2 separate regions of the Capsicum annuum genome follow, and region 2 is linked to region 1. Evidence: chromatin contacts called from public Hi-C data. All regions are on one chromosome and are shown on one strand. Each heading gives the region's core, a stretch centred on a gene start, on an enhancer-like site or on the middle of the called end of the contact. The rest is flanking DNA. Distances are from core to core; before and after follow the strand shown.

Region 1 (7,575 bases), core at 2,825-5,324:
TGAAATGAATTACTCCCATGGAAAGTTTAACTTCTCCCACAGAAACAAATTAAAAGCAGTAATGCAACAATAAGATATTCATGAATCATTATACAACTCAAAATACAAGGATAATATATATAAAGTTGGAGTTGACCCATAAATATGATCACCAAGTACCAAATCAAATGGTTATTTTTCTTTGAAGGGACATGAAAATTATTTTGAATTTTCATCTCTTGCATTTAGGAGATGAAATGGATCCTAGTCATTGTCTTATTTTTTTTTTATTTTTTTTGTGCAACTCTTAAAATTCACCATCCAATATCTCTGAAAGAATTTTCGCAAATGGAGTGACTCTAAACAGGCTTGCCTGCACAATTCAAAAATAACAACCAACAAGAATCCGGTTAAATTATGTCCAGCAAATATATCTGGTAAATGCATTTACAAAGAATCTTCAACCATCAAAGTTTTATTCATTGTATAGCAGAAAATATACTGAAGGAATTAGGGGCAATGGTAAGGTTGTGCAGGCTTTAAGTTTTTGGTTCAGCAGGACCTATATATGTAGCTTTGGCACAAACCTCGTGTACGTGTTAAAAATCCATTGTTACGTATAAACATCATATTTAGAATTCAGTTACTAACACTCCTATAAGTCTGGAGCCATAAAGTTCAACACGCTGAATCCACCTATGATCAAATTAATATCTGGTTCACACATATAACAATGCATTTAAACAACTCACCTGCTCAATTTCGGAGAACTTGGTGAACAAATCATCGGGTATGGACCAGTCAAAAATATCGAAATTCTCTTTGATCCTGGATTCATGTGTGCTTTTAGGAAGTACGCTATGACCCATCTGTATGCCCCAACGAAGACAAACCTGAGCCGGAGTCTTTCCCAATTTCTCAGCAACTGAGATTACAACAGGCTGCTTCAGAACCTCATCACCCTTAAGCAATACAAAACCGGGAGAACCGAGCGGTGAATAGCCCTAAGGAAATAAACATATTAAACAACTGAAATAAGCGAACATAAGCATCAGTGCAAGAATTTGCCCCTGAGAAAGTGACTAAAACGTTTGTGCAAATCTGAAAAGTGCTTTTAGTAAGTGAGCTTACAGAGAGGTGCACTCCCCTGGATTTGCAGAGTTCCTTCAATTCCGTCCGTTGACATGTAGGATGGCACTCCACTTGGTTAACAGCAGGAGGAACACGAGCTATTTCAAGAAGATCTCCCAGTTTTTTAGTAGAGAAATTGCTAACACCTATAGCCCTAGCCTTCCCGGAATCATAAAGTTTCTCCATAGCTTGCCATGTGCTAGGTATATCTGCTGGAATTAGATTCTCAGGTTTAAAGCTATCCACAGCATTCTTCATCCGGACAGGCCAGTGAATCTTCAGAAAACATAAAACCAAATAGGAAAATGAAAATGTAAGTCACTCAGAAGTTTAACAACCCGTTGAATCCCCAATTTAGAGAGAATTTTTTTTGGTTAGACCCGACAAGCACAACAATAGCAGCAGATGCTTCTAAAAGATAGTTAATCGAAATGGAAACATCTAGTCAGCATTACTGACAGTAGCATATGCAGAGCTTCTATTAAGTACTCACAAGGTACAAATCAATGTAGTCGAGCTGCAAATCATCTAGAGTTTTGTTAAATGCCACGGGTACATCTTCAGGTGCATGATCAGTGCACCTACACAAGTTCATATACCAAAATCGATGAATATCCCTAAACACGAAGGATAAAAGGTAAATGGAAAAGAACCAGAGACTGCCAACTTTCCATTTGCTTGAAAGCACGTCATCTGAATCAACTATGCCACACATTTGACATAAAACAAGAAAATGCCATTTGCATATAAATGAAAGGAATTAAAAGACCATATTAGTTACGAATTAGAAAAGGCATCTTAGAGTAGTAATTCCTTTGTCTAATATTAGGAAGTGTGAAGCATACATCAAAAGCATCAATAATGCCAAATAAAAGAAGGATTGTTAATAACTGATGAGATCACAAACATTCAAGAAGTCAATTTCCAAAGGACAGAAATGGGACACGGTTATACTTAGGGTGAAAAACAGAAAAAACAAAAGAGGTGTCTTTTATCAATTTGTTTGAATCTTGATTACCAGAGTTTGGATGTAATAAAGAGATCGTCCCTCTTGACAACACCATCTTCGAACAGCTTCTTCAGAACTTCACCGATCTAAAGAAATGGAGAAATAGTCAATAGAGGTAACACTTTCAAGTTTCAACAATAAATTGTTAGTCCGGCATATGTTTTGAAGCTTCGAAGGTTAAGATGTCAATACAGTTTGGACAAGTTACAAATATTAGACACAGCTAGAAAAAAAATGGCATGTCTATTAGTTACCGAAGCCAACATGACAATTAAAATGCTGATATGTCATTATGATTCTGCAGATTATATTGTGTGCTGCTATCTGAGATCCAAGATAAACTAATAAAAGTTCATTCTGCACCACAGCACCAACATTTGAGGAACATGTAACAGGATACATGAAGGGTAAGCGATAACTTAAGGAAATCTTTGGTGAAAGCAGACATTTCAATAAGGACATCTTTGGCGAAAACAGACATTTTGCTGTAACACTTTGCATCGTGTACTTTGTGTATTGACAAATGACAGATTACATTGTTCACTTGTCGTAATATGTTTAATGCATGAGATACTTATCTATGATATCAAAAGCCTATATTTGCTTCATAGTTAAATCAAATTACCTCCTTTTCATTGCCATATACTTGAGCACAATCAATATGACGGTATCCAACCTGTAATGCATAAACGAAAAGTGAATAATTAACTCTGAAAACTGTAGAAAATACCACAAATGACACAGCTCTAATATTCTTGCACCAGACAATCATCCCTTGCTAACTGAAGTACTACATAACAATATGTTCATAACAATCATCCCTTGATCCATAAAATATGTTCATAACAAAATGCTACATAACAATTCTAGCACCTACCAAAAGTAAAACACATTTCCTCTAATTTTTCCACATTGTGGACGACATCATACCAAATTATAATAGTAAATATGAGAAGGAAAAGCTCACAGTCAAATGCGGTACCATTGGCATTGGGAGCTAGCTAGAAGCCTAGTTGGAATACTTACTCACAGTCCAAGGCAGAGCTAGACTTTCACTTACGGATAACTTTGATCCAAACTGTATATTTGTCTTAAATTATTTATTACATATGTATACCTATTAATTTGCCTTGCTACTTCTCCGGAGGTAGTGGTATGGACTGCGTACATCTTACCCTCCCCAGACCTCACTACGTGGGAATACACCGGGTTTGTTGTTGTTGTTGTATGCCTATTAATTTGGAACCTAGTAACTTAGAAGAACTGGATAGAATCTCGAACTCATAAGTTTCAAATCTGACTTTGACTTTGGCTCTGCTCACTCACATCCCGTACATATACCGAACAAAAAAGGTGCATGACATGTGTAAGACTTTAATAATTTACTCACTCGATTTCAATTTGCTCGGTCTAACGTAACATGTTTAAACTCACAAAATCAAAGGGCAATTTGATGCATTGGACATACTTTTTAGAATTTCATGTCAAATAAAAATAGGACAAACAAATGTAAACGGAAGAAATAGTAAATTAAATTAAATTAAATTATTCTCACCCGATATTCACACCAAGCCAAGTCATATAGTAGTTAATAACTACATATTCTCACCTTTTTAATTTATGATTAACCAAGGAACATTAATAAAAATTGAAACAAACTAACAAACTGAATGTCATAGAGAGAGAGAACAAACCTTGATAGCAGTCTCAGCAGCTTGGCCAACTACACCAGGAGGGGACTGAAAAGTACCTAAACCAACGGAAGGAATCTTAGCTCCTGTATTCAGTTCAAAGTATTTTATAGCATCTGCCATTGATATATACAAAATTAAGCTTAGCACTAATTAGAAGTCAACAAGAAGGAGACTAGAATAAATAAAAGAAGAAAAAGATAATGAAAAGAGAAATGTGAAGTATTAGCAAACACAACCTGTCTACTCAACTTCAAGAATCTTACTGTCAGATTTTCAAGAAAAATGTTTTTTTGATAGAATCGTGTCAAATTACTAACTTGTGAAAATAAAAGATATTTTAAAATTTTGTGATTCTAAATTAAAATTATATCAAATATATTATAAAATTTTATAAATTTGTGATCTTAAAATTTTTATGTAAAAAGTTAAAATTAAAATATTATCATAAAAATACTTTCTTCATTTCATTTTATGTATCGTCTTTTCATTGAACGCAGAGTTTAAAAAATAAATGATACTTTATAAAGTTTATAATATTGAACCTTTGTCACTTTAATATTTATTTTTTAGTTATTTTTTTTAATTAAGTAAGACCCAATAACAAAAATAAAGATAATATTATTAAATAATTATCAAATAAAAAATGTGTTTTTTTTTTTCTGGACAAACCAAAAGGAAATAAAAAATCACGCTCATTAAGAAATTATGAAATACAATGTGTAGTTACTAAATTATTCTTATTTAATAAAATATCTCTTGAAAATTGGCTCTATTAAGTAGATGGAGCATAAGAATATATTAGAAAAAAAGATATATTAGGCAACACTTATTTGGAGATGAAGGAAGCACTAAACAGAATTCAAAAAGAGATTATTGGCGTGAATTTCTTGTGAAAATTGTAGTTCTTGCAACGTCACATCAAAAAGATTTATTGGCCATAGATTTAATTGAATTTAATAATTTTTATTCAAATTTTATATTTATCTTAAAAATCTATTTAATGTATAAAGGTCATTAACTTATAACATGTAATTCAAAATGGTATTTCTAATTCTTCTTGTAGATTTATTTAAGCATTTTAATATTTTATTATATTATCTAAAAATTACCCAAACCCACAACTTAATTTCACTTATTACAAAAAATCTCATCTCTCCAAACATATTACAAAAATCTCATTTTTCTCTAAAAATATATATTAAGGGTGTTAAGTGGGTCGGGATGGGTCAAATCGGAATCGGCCCATGAGAGTTATCCAGGTTGTGGGCCGATTCGGATCCGGGTCGGTCTGGTTCCAGGCTCAACAGTAAAAGCGTTCAAAACAATCCTAACCCGGCCCACTTAACCCAACCCGGTCCAACCCATCTAAACCCGGTCAAAATCGGTTAAAAATCCGGTCAAAATCGAAGAAAAGGAAAAAAAAATCTCTATTATACGATATATATACCCACCTATATACATTTTAAATACGTTAAATATACACATTACTAGTAAATATATAGCATATACTACATTACTATTTAAAAAATATATACACATAATACATATACACAATTACACATTTAATATATACGTACCATAAAAGATATATACACATATATACGTATCATTCAACATATATATACTACTTTAAGTAAAATATACTACAATATATACACACACTATATATATAGTTATATACTAATTTGTAAAACATATACACATGTATACGTTAAATATATACGTCAATAGAAGATATATACACATATGTACGTATCATTCAATATATGCATTCTACTTTAAATAAAATATACTACAATATATATACTACAATATGTACACACACTAGGTATATACATAGTTATATACTAATTTATAAAACATATACACATGTATACGTTAAATATATAGTACTTAGAAAATATATACACATACATACATATCATTCAATATATATATACTAATTTAAATAAGATATACTACAATATATATACACACCATCTATATATAGTTATATACTAATCTATAATATATTAAAAGTGTGAAGACCCTTAGAAAAGTGATTTGAACTTTTTACCCTTCATTAAAAGACTCTTCTTTAGACAATATTGTCTTTTCACTATTTTTTATTATTATTTAATTATTTTTTATTATATTAACTAGACTTCCTAAAATATGTGGGGCTCCTAAAATATATGACAGAAGAATTAATTAATATTTTTCTTTCGACCCTTAGAAAAGTGATTTGAACTTTTTACCCTTCATTAAAAGACTCTTCTTTAGACAAAATTTTCTTTTTACTATTTTTTAATTTATTATTTAATTATTTATTTATTATATAGGTCGTAGATGAATGTCGGTTGGTTTTGAAGAATTTCTTGTGTAAATGTTAGATTTAATTGTATTGTTTTGATATCTTTATTATCTTATTGTTTATTTTAATTTACAGATACTAGATGAACGTGGGTCGGCTTTGAAGTTTTTTTAGGTAAATGTTAGGTTTAATTGTATTATCGTAATGTCTCTATCAGTTTGTTATTTTGTGGTAGTTTACAGTTCGTAGATGAATCTCGATCGGGTTTGAGAAATTTTTGTGTGTAAAATTTAAGTTTAATTGTATTATTTTGATATCACTTTTATTGTATTATTTTGTTGCAGTTTACAGGTGATACATAAATATTGGTCGGCTTTGAGGAATATTTGTATGTAAATGTTAAGTTTAGTTGTATTATTTTGATATCTCTATTATCATATTATTTTGTTATTATTTACATGTAGTAGATGAGTGTCGGACGACTTTAAATTTTTTTTTGTGTGTAAAGATTATATTTAATTGTATTATTTTGATGTCTCTATCATTGTATTATTTTGTTGTAATTTACAGATGGTAGAAGAATGTCGATCGACTTTTAAAAATATTTTTTGTAAAGATTAGATTTAATAAATAAATTCTCCATTTTTACAAACTCAAAAAATATTAAATTTAATTATTATATTCATATTTATTATTTAAACCAATATCCTATTTAATGTAATATTTGAACTCTTAAAGCGAGGTACACGCGCAAGGCGCGTACACTAAACTAGTTTATAAAATATATACACATGTATACGTTAAATATATAGTACTTTAAAAAATATATACACATATATACATACCATTCAATATTTACATATCACTTTAAAATATATGTACTTCTTTAAATAAAACATATGCTACTTAATATGATATAATAATAATACTTTATAGTAATATAGTAATAAACATATGCTAATTCCATTTAAAAAAAAATTCATAACCGGGCCGATTAATCGGCGAACCTGGACCGATTTTGCTCCGAGCGGGGTTAACCGGGCCCCAAAAAAATTAATCAGTATCCTACAACCCGTAGGATGATCAGGCTGGGTAAAATTGGACCGGATTGGTGTGGTGAGCCGGGCTGGGCCAGTTCGAGTCGGGTCGAATCGGCCCGATTGAAAGGTTTAATACATATACATAGCTTCTATGTATATATCGACCCTATTATGTATTTGAATCGGCTTCGTTATGTATATGTCGGCTTTGTCATACTTGTATGTATATGAATCGATCTTGTTATGTATATGTCGTCCTTGTCATATACAAAGATTTTTATGTATATGTCGGTTTGTTATGTATATAAATCGGGAGAGAGAGTAAAATAATTAAGAAAGTGAGAGAGTGTGTAAATAATTCTAATAAGGTTGAGATTTATGTTATTTTTACTATTATTATTGCTGACATTGGTGTGCCTTTACTTTCTT
Region 2 (7,575 bases), core at 3,375-5,874, 230 kb after region 1:
ATCCTGTAGGGACAAAAGTGCATAGAGCCTATCTGGGCGCTGCCCCCTGGTGGCACTGGATACGGCACCCTGCTGAGACAGGTGATCGGACTGAACTGAAGGACGATTATTCTAACTCTGCAAACCTACATAAGGACATTCTCTGATTTTGTGGCCTGACTTACCACACCCGAAACACACGATGTTGCTATCCCTGCAGGCACCCTGATGGTTTCTACCACATTTCTGATAAAGAGGATTTATTCGGGCACTGTTCACACTACCCTAAGATTTAGAGCCTGGTACCTTATCCTTATTATCATTTCTGAAATTGGACATTGGAGCACTAGTCGAAGACAAAGCTAGGATTGAAATTTTTGGGCGGAACTAAGGACGGTTACCACCTTCTAACTTCGGCCGAGTAAAATTAAAGCTACTTATTCTATCCCTCTTTCTCTCTGTCTCTTTCTCCTTGGTCTTCTGTTCCTCAATCTGTTGAGCATAGACCATCAACCTAGATAATTCCATCTTCTTAATCAACATGTGGTCCTACACTCTTTGACCACACTGTCAGATAAACCAGACACAAACTTGCTCATCTTAGACCTGCTATCAGCCACCACATGAGGAGCATACCTGGCCAACTGAGTAAATTTAAGGGAATACTCTTTCACACTAATTATGCCCTATTTCAGATTGATGAACTCTAATACCTTATCCTCTCTCAACTCCAACGGAAAAAACCTATCTAGGAAGGCAGTAGTAAACTCCTGCCATTCTATAGGCCCTGCATCTGTGCCTCTATCTACTTTTCACTGCTTAAACCATATATGAGCTACATGTTGCAGCTGATAGGCAGCTAACTCAGCACTCTCACTAGCAGTCACCCCAATAATGTCTGTTAATTTCTGCACCATGTCAAGGAATTCCTGTAGGTCCTCTTTAGACTTAGACCTTGAAAATGAAGGAGGGTTCATTCGGGTGAAGTCCCAAATTCTAGTTGCAATAGTATTGGCCACTGGGTTGGCCTGAACAGCAATTGGATGAATATTTTAAGCTGCCACGAAATGGGCTAGAGTGGTGAATATTGCTCTAAATTCTGTGTGTGAAATGTGCTCATTCAGGGGATCTTCTTGAACAAGCGGAGGTGCTGGCTGGTTCTCAGTTCTTCTTCTGTTAGTCTTTCTGGGAGGCATGTTCTGTAAACGAAAGGAAAAGTTGCATTAGATAGAGATTTTAACTTAAGCTCATGCCCACACACATGATATGAACACTGAAAGAAAGGAACTTTTCCTAAAATCGCCTCATAGCCTCTTGTCTATAAGTGTGGCGTGCTACACACCCATGCACAAGACTCTACTTAATGCGGCTTTCAGACTCCCTGGGACACTTTAGAACCTTAGGCTCTGATACTAGGTTTGTAACTCTCTGAGACTACACCCTGGGGGTCACATAGTGCTTACGACCCTAAAGGACCAAAAGCATAACCCATGACTGGTACCTGCTGTGAATACTGAATAATAATTATGAAACATATATGGAAGTAAAATTGAAAATGCCATAAGGTTCATAAACTGAAATTAATACTGAGTACAACTGTGGAATAACTGCTAACTGAAAGTGTCTAAAAAGCTCTAAACATCTGAATAAGAAAATTGATGGGACAGGCCCCAACTAACTCGTAACTATTGTCTGAAATAATTGAATTACTGATGCAATGACAAAATAAGTATCCCGTCCTCGATGGATAAGGACTCACTACTACAGTTGTGGCTGATCGACTGATCTGGCTAATTATGGTCAGGAACCCGAGCATCCGTACCTATGATATGAGACATCATAGCGTAAAAAGAGAGTATACGTCAGTACTTTAAATGTACTGGTATGCTAGGTAAGGTTGGGCTAATATACATGGGTTCATGTGCATGAGTAAGAATAACTAAATATCATGAAGTAACTGGATGAGAGTATATGCAATACTGGGACTACTGAAGATAATGAACATGTAATACCAAACATATATCGTTTGTCTGAATTAGATTGAAGTTGTAGTACTGAATTTCTGATAACTGATTGTTTTATCCCTTTTTGGATTTTTATTTTAAGAAAAATGATTTTGACCCTTTTAAACTATTTCGAAAGATTCAAGAGAATTTCAAAATAATTTTGAAAGATTTCACAGAGTCGCCACTTGATTTTTTATCGAAAACATCAAGAAAAACTTTAAAGGGGTTTCAAAGATTTAAAAACAGAAATAAATTTTCGAGATCAGGGATTCTGAATAAGGGTTCAGTTAATGCCCTAAGAAGGTTTTTACGGCACTTAGGAGCATCTATTTTAAAATGGTTCACCAAAAGACTTATTTTTGACTAACTTACAAGACATGACTAATTTTGTACCAAAAAAAAGAAGAGATTTTATGGAAATATTACCCTTAACTCAAGAAAATATCTATTTACTAGTTTTTAAATGACATTTATTCGAACAAGTGAAAGAAATAGACCTTTATGACTTGAGGTAATGTTTGTAAAGAAGGTTGAGCTAAAACCCATTTTCTTTACAAATTATCACTATTTATTTATTTTTTAAATAAAAGAGAGAAAGAAAGTGATTTTTTGAAAATCATTTTTGATAACAAAATATGTATCTTCAAAACAAAGTATGAACTTTGATTAATTAATGAAAGTGTTTTTTTTTTAACTTTCCCCCAAAAAATTAATTTTAGGTTGGTGAAAATTCTTTTGATTTAAATGAGTTATTTTAACGTATTGTTAAAATAAAATGCCATTTTTGGAAAAAAGGATCCACCCCAAGGAGGAAGATATATTTTTATTAATTTAGAATATTACGCTTATGTGATAAAATACTTAAAAGATAAATCCAAAGGCGAACAAAAATGACGATTCAAGGGGGATCTATTAAGGTTAACCAATTTTGAGAAATTAATACAAACACATAATCAAATATAAATTATATGAAATATATAAGAAAGGTTAAAATTTGGGCCTTTTTAGCCCATTTCAAAGTTGGCCAATCTTTGGGCCTATTCCTCTTGGACTTTTGGCCCTTTTCTGCATCTTGTATACCAGCTGTATACTGAGCATATATCAGCCACGTTTTTTCAGCGTTTTTGTGTATACACACTATATCAGTGTGTAAACATCTACATGTCTGCTCCCGACTTTATTCCATCGTGTGCTGGCGTATATTAGCTGCCTTCGACCCAGAAAACCCGTATATCTAGCGTATACCCTCCTTATTTTCCAAGCTAGTCTCTTTAGACTTTTGGGACTTGATCCTGGAGAGATGTGAGGAGATGGGGTCCTATTGGACCCGGATGGACAACCACATGCATCAAATAAAATATAGGGATTAGCCATCAATTCAAAGTGAAATTAATCATATCTAGACATCTAAGTAAAACATATAAATTCTTTTCATGATTCGAAAACAAAGCATAATTATCTATTATTCTTTAATATGAATGGGTTATGACAAAAATCAAAAAAGTCCATTGAACTCTAGTACCAAATCCAATTTTTCCAACAGAGGTTTAGAAGCCATTGGACACTAACCTGACAACATGAAATTCTACAATATTAAATCCGACGAAGTATAAATAAGTTGCATCTCCAAATTTTCCCATAACCGGATAAAGTGAAGTTATAAAAGTAAGTTATAAGTGAGGAATGGACACACACATGTACATACAGACTCGTTTTCGATAAGATGGATGTAAATATGCACGATTGCATATTTTCGGCTATATGCAGTATTAACTTAAGGGAGCATGAAACTACTAGATGTTTAGCGGATAATTACTTCAACCTTTTATTCATGCTAGCTATTCCGGTGCCAAAGATTCGGTACTTGATTTGACTCATTTTTTCATTCAATATAATAAATAAATAAAAATAATTAAAATAAATAAAAATAAAATTGATCCAAAATCCCACACAAAATAACAGCTACCCATCTTTAAAATTTATATATAAACTGGAGAAAAAGGAAAGACAAGACATACATTGTCAAGGGAACCATAGAGCATCATCATTCATGAGATTGTGTTAAATGCTACACTGTATTAAAATAAAATCATATAGGCTAACCAGTAACTACCTATTGGCCAAATCCATTGATAGCAATTTAAACTTATCCCAAAAATTCACTTATACCCCTAAACTAAGGCCTGTACCTATCAGACCACTAAACCTTCCGAATTTTATTCCAATTGGACATTTTTTGCCTAATCAGCAAAATGTATATAGAATGTGTTACACTCGCGTGACATGGCAAAAATACCCAATAAAAAAAAACACGTGGCAAAAAAAAAATATGAAAAATTGCTGATTTTTTTATTTTTCTATTTATATTTAATAATAATTTTTAAATTAAATAAAAAAAGGAAAAAAAAGCCCCCCCACCCCCTCCCCCCACCAATCATCATCTTCTTCACCTCACCCCACCCCCCAATCATCTTCTTTTCCACCCCACCCCACCCCACCCCCTCCGTCGTCTTCCCTCACACACACATACATCATCTACCCCCCCCCTCTCCCACCCCACCTCCAATCGTCTTCATCCTCACCCCCCACCCGTCATCTTCATACCACCCCTCTCCCGGCGTTTCACAGTTCTCTCACACACATTCACTCACACGCACACATAGTTCACACATGCACGAGAGCAGCACCGCAGTCAACATTTTCTGGCGAGATTCGCCGGAAAATCAACTCCAAAATCACACAAACACACATTCACTCTCACACACACAGTTCACTCACAAACACACACATTCACTCTCACACACAGAGTTCACTCACAAACACACACATTCACTCACACACACAGTTCACCCACACGAGAGAAGCAACACAGTCAATATTTTTCGGCGAGACTCGCCGGAAAATCAACTCCAAAAAAAAAAAAAAAAAAATTTCCAAATCTTTGATGTTGTTGATAATGGTGAAAAATGGTTACTCATTGTGTGCTTAATGGAGTTTCTCCATTTTTTGATGTTGTCTCTAATGGTGAAGATTGATTAATGATTTTGTTGTTGTTCATAGAGTTGTTAATTTACAACTGATTTGATGGATTTTGTTGTCTCGAAATCATGAAGATTGACAAGGATTTTGTTGTTGTGCTTAATGAAGCTTCGATTCTTCAAATCTTGTTCACTGATAATTGTTATGGGGGGAGAGGTAGGTGTTTCTGAAGAAGATGATGACTGTGGGGTGTGGGGGGAGCTTTTCTTTTTTCTAAAAAAAATAAATTAAAATATTAGAATAATTAAAAATTATATTAATAAAATAATTTAAATATAAATTTTTTAATAAAAAAAGTAAAATATTATTTAATTTACTGTTCACGTGCCCAAGGAGTCCTTGCCATATCATCATTTTATGCCTGATAGGTACCAATTTTAGCACTTGATAGGTACAAGCTTTAGTTGAGGGGTTTAAGTGAATTTTCAGGACAAGTTTGAGGTCATATCGATGGGTTTGGCCCTACCTATTCTATACCATACATTGAACAAACATAGGAAAAATGCATCGTTTCCACCTCAAACTATACCCGAAAAGTCGAAGTCACACCTAAACTATACTAGTGATCTATTACACACCTAAACTATAAAAAAGTGAAATTATTTACACCCTGTCAGGCTACCACCACTTACATGTGGTGTAGTGATTTACACGCGCTACCACGTCAGCACCACGTCAGTAAAAAGTATCACTTTTTTATAGTTAAGGTGTGTAATAGGTCACTTATATAGTTTAGGTGTGAATTCGACTTTTCGATTATAGTTTAAAGTGGAAACGATGTCTTTTCCCTTAATATTTTTAGCCGTTTACTTTTGTTATTTAATAGGCTGGATGCGCCTAAAATAAGTGTAACACATGCGTCTTAGAATGGGGGTTGCGGGGATGTAATAATATTATTTTTATATAGTTAAGGTGTGTAATAGATTACTTATATAATTTAGGTGTTACTTAAAAAGTATGGGATGAAAATTATGCATTTTCCCAACAAACATAAGCAAATCCTAAAATTCAAACTCATTGTATACCATACATTGAACATAAATAACTTTTTTGGTACTGCCTAATGTATTGGCTCCCACCAGCTAGTGCTACTGCCTAACTTTTGTATCATATATTTCCCCCCTTCTTTTTTTATTTTCACTTCTCTTTTTTTTTTTTTCACAAATTCACAACTACTGCTTTAATATACCTAAAATTTGGTTTTACACGATTTAAGCATTTAACCACCATGAGAAACAAAACCTCAATCAACAACACTTCAGCAGCCAAAGAGCAAGCAGTAACGTAATACCCTGTTTCTAATTTATTATTATATCAAATATTCACCAAATATAGCCACAGCCTGAAAATATGCAAATTTACAACCACCAGTTATAGCATTTATCTAAATAACCATACATGAACCACTTCGACAGGGAAATTATGACTTTCGATTCCCAACATCAAAGAGTATCACAAAAAAAATGAAGCTCTCACCAATTTTGGAGCAGCAACTAGGACAAACGAGCTTTTAAGTGACCGAAATTCCACCACCTAGGCTCGATTCCGATCACTGGTATTCCAACAAATGGTCTAATTTTTGTTGGTTTGAGTACTCGTCGAGGATTTTCGGTTGCGTGAGATTAGAAGCGTGCGCCTCCAGAATCTCCAAATTTTTCCCCAAAAATCCTCTTCTTTTCCATGGTGAGGGAGAGGCTATTTACAGATGAAATCCGGATTTGAAAAAATAATTTTTGCAAAAGTTGGGACGGAATTTGAATTCTAATTCAACCAAGAATCCCCTCCATATCTTGCATTAATGACAAATTCAGAGCAAATTTCCGTTGTAACACCATTTGGGGACTGTTTCTCCTGCCATTGTTGGCTTCAAAGGCTGACAGGGCTAGAAATAGATGATGACGCGGCTAGGGTTTTTGGGGTTTGACGCCGTTTGGTCGTTGTTGACGGGTACGCCGTTTGTTGGCTGTTTGAGGTTGGTCGTTGTTCTGTTCGTACGTTTGTACGTTGTTGAATGTTGTTGCTGTACGCGCTGGTGTATAAGGGAAATGAGAAGGAATTGGAAGATTGGGCCAGGTATGGGAGGTCTGTTGGGCTGGTTGTTGTTGGGCCGATTAAGGGGAAAAGGAAAAGGGATTTGGGTCGGGTGAGTGAATTGGGCTGATGTTGGTACTGTTCTTGTTTGTGTTATGTTGGTAAGGGAGAAAGGAATAAGGAGAAGGGGGAATGGGCTGTTGGTTTGTATTAAGCGGGTATTTTAATTAGCTAATTTGATTTAAAATTTAGCCAAATCAAAAGTAAATTTGTCAATTGTGTCACAATTATAATCTAATTAATTTTAATTATGGACGAATTCAATTAATTGACAAAATTAAATCATAATTCGAAATAAATTAACAATTTGTTTAATCCCGAGTTTTTTTGATAAATATTTTTATTTTATTTTGTTTTATTTCATTTTCAAAATAAATTGTTTTGAGGCTAAATTGTGTTTAAATTAAAATTTTAACCGTACAAATCAATTTTCTAGATAACCCTGGGTTAAAGTTTAATT

What was found. Hi-C and Micro-C count contacts between places; a contact is called where the count stands out from the background.
Region 2: a contact with region 1 is called in a Hi-C map of leaf, with 4 times the contacts expected there. The contact joins the enhancer-like site here to the promoter of LOC107843459 in region 1. A contact is called at or near these places in 2 of 5 Hi-C or Micro-C datasets (leaf and placenta).

The regions. Positions count from the first base shown.
Region 1 is chr10:191,685,587-191,693,161 of UCD10Xv1.1, forward strand. It overlaps LOC107843459 (NADPH-dependent aldo-keto reductase, chloroplastic), which reads right to left and starts at 4,075. Exons shown (of 7, transcript XM_016687766.2): 1 at 3,814-4,075; 2 at 2,745-2,795; 3 at 2,129-2,205; 4 at 1,604-1,691; 5 at 1,111-1,386; 6 at 732-983; 7 at 63-352. The coding sequence starts at 3,933. The coding sequence ends at 287.
Region 2 is chr10:191,914,632-191,922,206 of UCD10Xv1.1, forward strand. No RefSeq gene overlaps it. Among protein-coding and RNA genes, the nearest start is that of LOC107844986, 33 kb to the left of the region's middle. Within about 2 kb of position 4,625, at least 2 of the 5 cell types and tissues checked have an H3K27ac peak or open chromatin away from gene starts, as enhancers often do. A contact at or near this core is called in leaf, where this site is marked.